Linked DNA regions of Zea mays: region 1 is linked to region 2. The links are chromatin contacts, called in public Hi-C maps. All regions are on one chromosome and are shown on one strand. Each heading gives the region's core, a stretch centred on a gene start, on an enhancer-like site or on the middle of the called end of the contact. The rest is flanking DNA. Distances are from core to core; before and after follow the strand shown. Region 1 holds the start of LOC100275584 (putative protein of unknown function (DUF668) domain family protein). Region 2 holds the start of LOC100273317.

Region 1 (3,370 bases), core at 337-2,836, 250 kb before region 2:
CTAAAGGAGGGGCTAAATGATTATAACATGATATGTGTGGAATGATGTCTTACACGATATCCGACAAAAATATTCGTTACCGACGCTATCCGTGTCCGATTAGCTCCGTATTCGATCCACGACTATCCGTATTCGTATTCGAGAACATCCGTATTTGTATTCGTATTCGAATTCGAATCCGACTAAAAATATGAAAACAAATATGATTTTATTGATATCCGTCCATATTCGATCCGATTACACCCCCTAATGACAAGACTCGTCTTGTTGCTTACCGTCGATGGTGACTTGTGTTGTCTGTATTTGTTCTCCTTGTCCTAGTTCTCTCGTGCCCAATATTTATTTGCTCATGTTATATAAGTGGGTTATTGTTGACACAGTTGTTTTAGTTAGTACTCGAATATTTATCGCTGACTAATTAATTTTTGAACTAAAACATGCGTTTTTATCAATATTGTTGTTGCCGGTAGTGTAGTCATAGTCGTTTGTAGTTGTTACGATTATTGTTGTTGTTTTTCTATTATACCTAGTTTGGGCAACCTTTTCTTTATCAATATAATTAACAGCTCTATATGTAATTCGTTTTTTTTAAAAAAAAATAGAGCTATGTGGATGGATTGTAAACAGACCGGCGATTATATTAATAATGATGAAATATAGTAGGTGGTACGATTACAAAATTATATAATGACGAGGAGATTGTGTTTCACACCGGTCCGAAAAGACAAATGCGTCACCTAACCCCTAATCACGTCATTGATATCTAATTAATTGTATCTCTAACACGTCAACGGATATAACATTGTTTGATCCGGTATGGTGATTATAGTAGCAAGCACTCCATTCATCTACAAAAAAAATATAATAATGATATTCGTATCAATCAAATTGATTTAAGTTTAACTAAATTTATAATAAAAAAGTATTGACATTTATATCTCCAATAACTTTTTAGTATAAATACATATTTTATAATTAGTCTAATAATATTTATTTAGTATTTCTATATAGCTTTAGTGAAAATTTAAATTGTGGGATTTAAAAAAAATAAGAATTACATTTTTTTACGTAGTGAGTACAACTATACTACTTCTGAAACGATATGCCAAGAAGAAAATTAAAACGGCCATTTTAGGCCAATAATGTGATACTAATAACTTTATATCTGTTTGAAAAGCTGCCTGGTCGTCGAGGCAGCCAATCCAGGCTTTCGTCTGGCTCAAGAGTCAAGCCACCATCCAAACAATGCCCACGAGTTTTTTTCAACCAAAAAAATTAAACCAACCGGTGCAGGAACAGGAACGTGCCCCCCACTCCGTAGCTGTCACTGTCGGCAGCAAGCGGCCAGCGGGTGAGAGCTGAAAAGCGAGCTAGATTCGTCAGCAACCTGCAGGCCCGGGCCGGCCAGCCAGATCCATCCTCCTCATGCCGGCCGGCGGCGACCCAGCGCGCGCGCGGTTGGCGTTTCCAAGCGTGCGACCGCACACGCGCGCCCGTAAAAAAAAAGAAAAAGAAAAATCAGGGTCAGCGCGTGGACTCGGCCCTAGGGAAGGATTAGGAGTGATCGAAATCGAATCGGCGGCCACCCGGCACCCTGCCCGCCTGTCGACACTGTCGGGTCCGGTTGGTGCCCCAGCGAAAAGCAAAAGAAATACTACTACCGGAAGAAACTGCCTCCTCCTCTCCTCGCTTCTCTCTTTGGAGGCAGGCGCAGGCGGGCGAGTGGTCCGGTACACCTCTAGCTGCAGATCCCAGCTCGCGCGGTCCAGCAGGCCAGCACTAAGCTCCCTCCCTCCTGTCCACCTGGACAGCGCGCCCGATCGTGAATCGTCGCTTGCTCTGGAGAAAGCTTGCATTTTTTTTTCGTTTCTTCTTCTTCTTCTTCTTCTTCTTCTTTTTTTTTTTGCTTCGCATCCTTTTTTCCTGGCGCGGTTTCCTTTGTACGGGAAATTTTCGGTTGGTGCGGTTGGTTGGTCATTTTCCCGCACCTTCTCTTTGGTTCTTGCTCGAGAGCGCCATCTTTCCTGCTACCCGTTGACTCGGGCGGGCATTCCGTCGAGCACCTTCCGTGCGGTGTGGGGAGCGACGGTTCCTGGTTTCTCGGGGACGTTCCTTGATGCCGCTGTTGTGTCAGGCGCAGGATTCTAGCGGATGGAATGCCACAGCTGGTACGGTATGTGATGCTTTCGCTGTCCTGGACTCCTAGGTGCCTCTCCTTTTTTTTTTGTTGGTAAACTAGGCTGGATTGAATTTATTGGAGAATTTGGCTCATGTCGATTTCTGTTGTTCCGCAGCGCTGAAATCAAGAAGATCTGTAGCGATCGCTGGTGCGGGGTTTGAAGATGCTGCAGAAGGCGCCAGCGATCTTGGTGACACGATGAGTCTTGCACGCAAGCAGAAGGTTGTCAAGGAAACAGTGGAGATGGAGGAGGAGCAGGAGTTTGTTTGGAAATCTAACCTGCTCCCCTACAAGGATGATGATGCCTTCGTTCTTCCTGAGAGTAGCAAGGAGGAATACGCATCAACATCAGGAGACACAGCTCCGTCTGGCAAAATGGACCCCAGGATAGAAAGGTCTGGAAGCAATGGGACAAGCAAGGCAAGTGGTGGACAGAAAGTCAATTGATTTTCATTTCGCATATAATGTTTAGCTAAATTAGTGACAAGCGAACATTTTTAAGATTTTCAGCTTTAATTCACGTTACATCTGTGAGCGAATACATGCCAATTACTTAACCTATATTGCTTAATTTTAGCTTAGCCACGTGACTGAAAGCAAATGTGTGGTGTCCTGAAATCCTTACCTTTCATAGCAGGTCCCTAGACTGGGTTCCATGCTTGGGACAGCCAGCATGGCTGGATTTGGCAAGGCAGTGGAGATTCTAGACACGTTAGGCTGCTTGATGACGACCTTGAGCTCAGATGGTGGCTTTGTTTCCAGGACCAAGACCAAAGGATGCAAGATATCAATTCTTGCTTTTGAGGTTGCCAACACAATACTTAAAGGTGCTAGTATTATGCAATCTCTCTCGGAAGACACTGTCACATACTTCAAACAGGTTGTGCTTCCTTCCGAAGGTGTGCAGAATTTGGTTTCCAGTGAGATGAGTGAACTGATGCGAATTGCAGCTAACGACAAAAGGTACCCTGGAAGATTATTCTCAGTTACCATGGTGGCTTTCTTATCGTCTTTGGCCAGTGACCTTTTTGTGAACTCTGGTTAATAAATGCAGAGAAGAGCTGAAAATATTTTCCCAGGAGATTGTTAGGTTCGGGAACCGCTGTAAAGATCCCCAGTGGCATAACCTGGATCGCTACTTTGTGAAGTAAGCAGATTTCTTGATTTGGCACTGCAGCACAGAGTTATACT
Region 2 (3,516 bases), core at 685-3,184:
TGGGGTGAATGACTCATTGATTGCTGAATATGGAAGGAAATACAAGAAAAGAGCATGGTTTGCTGTTGCTAAAGATTTCTCTGAGGACGTCATGGTAGCCTATGAATTTGACAAGGTTCCGGCGCTAGTTGCAATCCATCCAAAGTATAAGGAACAAAGCTTGTTCTATGGCCCATTTGAAGGTAATTGTTATCCCTTTCTTGTGTTCGTTCATGGCTTTTTTTTTCTATGTCGATTCTTAGTTTGAGAAGTAATTTCAGGCACCATGTATTGTCTTATGGTCGTTTAATATACCATACATAGCCATGTTGATTTCCCCATAACGCCATAGCTGATGGTGTTGTTTTTTGGATATAGAAAATTTCTTGGAAGATTTTGTACGACAATCCCTTCTCCCTTTGGTTGTCCCAATCAATACAGAGACGATAAAAATGTTGAATGATGATCAGAGGAAAGTTGTTCTCACAATTTTGGAGGATGATTCAGATGAAAATTCTACACAGCTGGTAAAGATTTTGAGATCTGCTGCTAGCGCAAACCGTGATTTGGTGTTTGGATATGTTGGAATCAAGCAATGGGATGAGTTTGTGGAGACTTTTGATGTTTCCAAAAGCTCACAGCTGCCAAAGCTACTTGTGTGGGATAGAAATGAGGAGTATGAGCTCGTAAGTACAGTATCCTCAGTAATTAATTCTATTTTCTAATACCACCATCCATATAAAGTGTTACTGGCATGTTTCTGACTAATGATGCAAAAGTTTTTCTATCAATAAAGGTATTGCTTTTATAGGTTCCTGTTTGTTGACCCTCATAATTCCCTGAGAAAGTTAATACTTGATTAAGAAAGAAACTGCTACCATCTCTCCGATAATCATCAAATAAGAATTTGTTATTTTCTGGGATTGAATTAAAATGGTTCTTGGTGAAGGTGGATGGTTCAGAGAGATTAGAAGAAGGTACTGACCAAGCATCTCAAATAAGCCAATTTCTTGAGGGATACAGAGCAGGAAGAACAACAAAGAAGAAAATTAGCGGCCCTTCTTTCATGGGTTTCCTGAATTCTCTGGTCAGCTTGACCTCGCTGTACATCCTTATATTCGTCATTGCCCTTCTGTTTGTCATGGTGTACTTTGCTGGGCAAGATGATACTCCACAGCCAAGACGAATTCATGAAGAGTGATGGAAGCTTGGGGAGCTTCTTGCACCTGAAGTGTAAAGATGGCTAATGTACCAGGAGATGTAGCTCAGAGGTTATAGATTTCAAACTTTCAACGGACGCAAGTCTTGAAGAGTGGATTTGGCTATTGATGCTGAGATTCTTCAATTTCTATTGGCCACACCAACTTCTACATCCTGCCTATTTATGTTTCTGTTTTGTGCCCTTCAATTTGTTCTTTAATTTAGAGCTTAGAAATTAGCCTCTGCCTGTGTATTTTAGAAATTGTCCATTCCAGAGTCCATTTCTGTGAAAATATATTTATTATCATACTCTGCTACTGAACGTTTGTACAATTAATACATGATGTATAGACTGTTCTGGTGCTATGGTACTCGCTAGTTGTGAAGTTGTCACCAAAAAGTAAAACAAAACAAATCATTAGTTGTTAGATAGCTAATAAGTTATTAGCTAGGTTGAACTAGCTAACAACTAATAACTATTTGAGAGATATAACTAATCATTAGTTGGTCTATTAGTTGATGTGTTATAAACCTCTCGGCTAATTTTAGACGCTAAATATTAGTTTTATAGGTTTAGAAACAAACACCTTAATAGGTTTGTTTTGTCGTTATTTCTCGTCTACATAATTATTTTTATAATTAAACTATATTTAATATTTATAATAAGCACCAAACATTAATATAACAGTGATTAGATTTTAGTTGGTGAATCTAAAGACACCCTAAAAATATTGTCCGACCCGTTTTCAGCCTACACCGCGCCCTGCTTATCCAGAAACAGACACCGCCCTTCCTATGCGAGCGGTCCACGCCGCCGAACCCTAGATCCAACGAACCATACGGCTCAAGACCTCCTCCCCTCGCGTTCACCAAACACCGCCGCACACTTCTAAAAAAGTTCCGCAGGAAACGCGGCCCGCAGCACGCCCTTTCCCCACCTCGATCTCGCGCTAGGTTTTCGCCACACCGCTCTCGTCCTCCGCGAAGATGCCGAAGAACAAGGGTAAGGGAGGCAAGAACCGGAAGCGTGGAAAGAACGAGGCTGACGACGACAAGCGCGAGCTCGTCTTCAAGGAAGACGGGCAGGAGTATGCGCAGGTGACCCGGATGCTCGGCAACGGGCGGTGCGAGGCCACCTGCGTGGACGGCACGCGTCGCCTCTGCCATATCCGGGGCAAGATGCACAAGAAGGTGTGGATCGCGGCCGGGGACATCGTCCTCGTCGGCCTCCGCGACTACCAGGACGACAAGGCCGACGTCATCCTCAAGTACATGAACGACGAGGCGCGCCTGCTCAAGGCCTACGGGGAGCTTCCCGAGACGCTCAGGCTCAACGAGGGCGTCGACGTCGATGGGCCCGAGGAGGGCGAGGAGAACGGCGACTACAACTACATCCAGTTCGAGGACGAGGACATCGACAAGATCTAAGAATTCTGTCTCTCCTTCCTTCCGGCACATTTTATTATTATTATGGGATTCCTTTTCGCCTTCCGGCTAATTTAATATTATGTGACTTGCGTTTTAGTACGCGGTGGTGGACTGGTGGTATGGTTTAGGCGGGCTGTTATGAATTCGCTCGCAATCCTGATAGGATCTGAGGTGGTTAAATAATCGCGGAACGCTGATAATCTCGTTTTAAATCTGGCGCATGCTGTTGCAAGATGTTCTATACTAGTTGTTATTCTGGATTGTGTTATATTGATTGGGGTTTGAGTTGCTAGGTATACCCAGTTTTTATTGTTCCTAATACTTTCGAAACGTAGTGAAGTTCTGACGCATTCAAAATCTAAAATCCAAACAATCATACTGCTCGATTCATTGATTTTCATACAAAAAGAGGGTTTATTTGCCCTTTTTTTAGTTATACACAGATATTGCAGGGTGCATCAAATTAGTTGGTAAAGGGCTGGTCTTTTTGAACAGCGATGGGATTCTTACTCCATAGATGCTCTCCATTTCCATGTCCATCAAATTAGTAGGTTCGGTTTCTTTAGTCCTTGTTGTTTTGCAACAAGTTAGACTGAGATGTGTAGTTCCTTGCCTACAAAAAAAAGTTTGTAATTTTCAAGCATATTTTATTTCGATGATTTTGAAACTACATGACTTCTAGATGTAACTAGTAATAGTCTAACATCTTGCATTGTGAGGGACTGTTTGTAAATGCAGTTTTGAAATACTGTAATTTTGAAATACCACAGTTTACAATTATACATAACACAAATACTACGGTTTTACTTTACCACAGTAAAACCATAGTATTGCTCAAAACCGGCCATGTAGGGCGACCAACCAAACAGGCCATCCAAGTCAACCTCCCGGCCGGATCGGCCAGGCTGC

Evidence for each region. A called contact is a pair of places that touch in the nucleus more often than the background predicts.
Region 1: a Hi-C map of bundle sheath shows a contact between it and region 2, with 2.8 times the contacts expected there. The contact joins the promoter of LOC100275584 here to the promoter of LOC100273317 in region 2. A contact is called at or near these places in 7 of 25 Hi-C or Micro-C datasets (bundle sheath, ear, leaf and 3 more).

The regions. Positions count from the first base shown.
Region 1 is chr10:120,162,006-120,165,375 of Zm-B73-REFERENCE-NAM-5.0, reverse strand. LOC100275584 (putative protein of unknown function (DUF668) domain family protein) reads left to right here and starts at 1,586. Exons shown (of 13, transcript NM_001149635.2): 1 at 1,586-2,173; 2 at 2,295-2,599; 3 at 2,817-3,142; 4 at 3,234-3,326. The coding sequence starts at 2,152.
Region 2 is chr10:119,910,486-119,914,001 of Zm-B73-REFERENCE-NAM-5.0, reverse strand. It overlaps LOC100273317, which reads left to right and starts at 1,934. Exons shown (of 1, transcript NM_001147758.2): 1 at 1,934-2,816. The coding sequence starts at 2,167. The coding sequence ends at 2,607. It overlaps LOC606478 (protein disulfide isomerase11), which reads left to right. Exons shown (of 5, transcript NM_001112333.1): 3 at 1-182; 4 at 358-665; 5 at 929-1,545. The coding sequence ends at 1,180.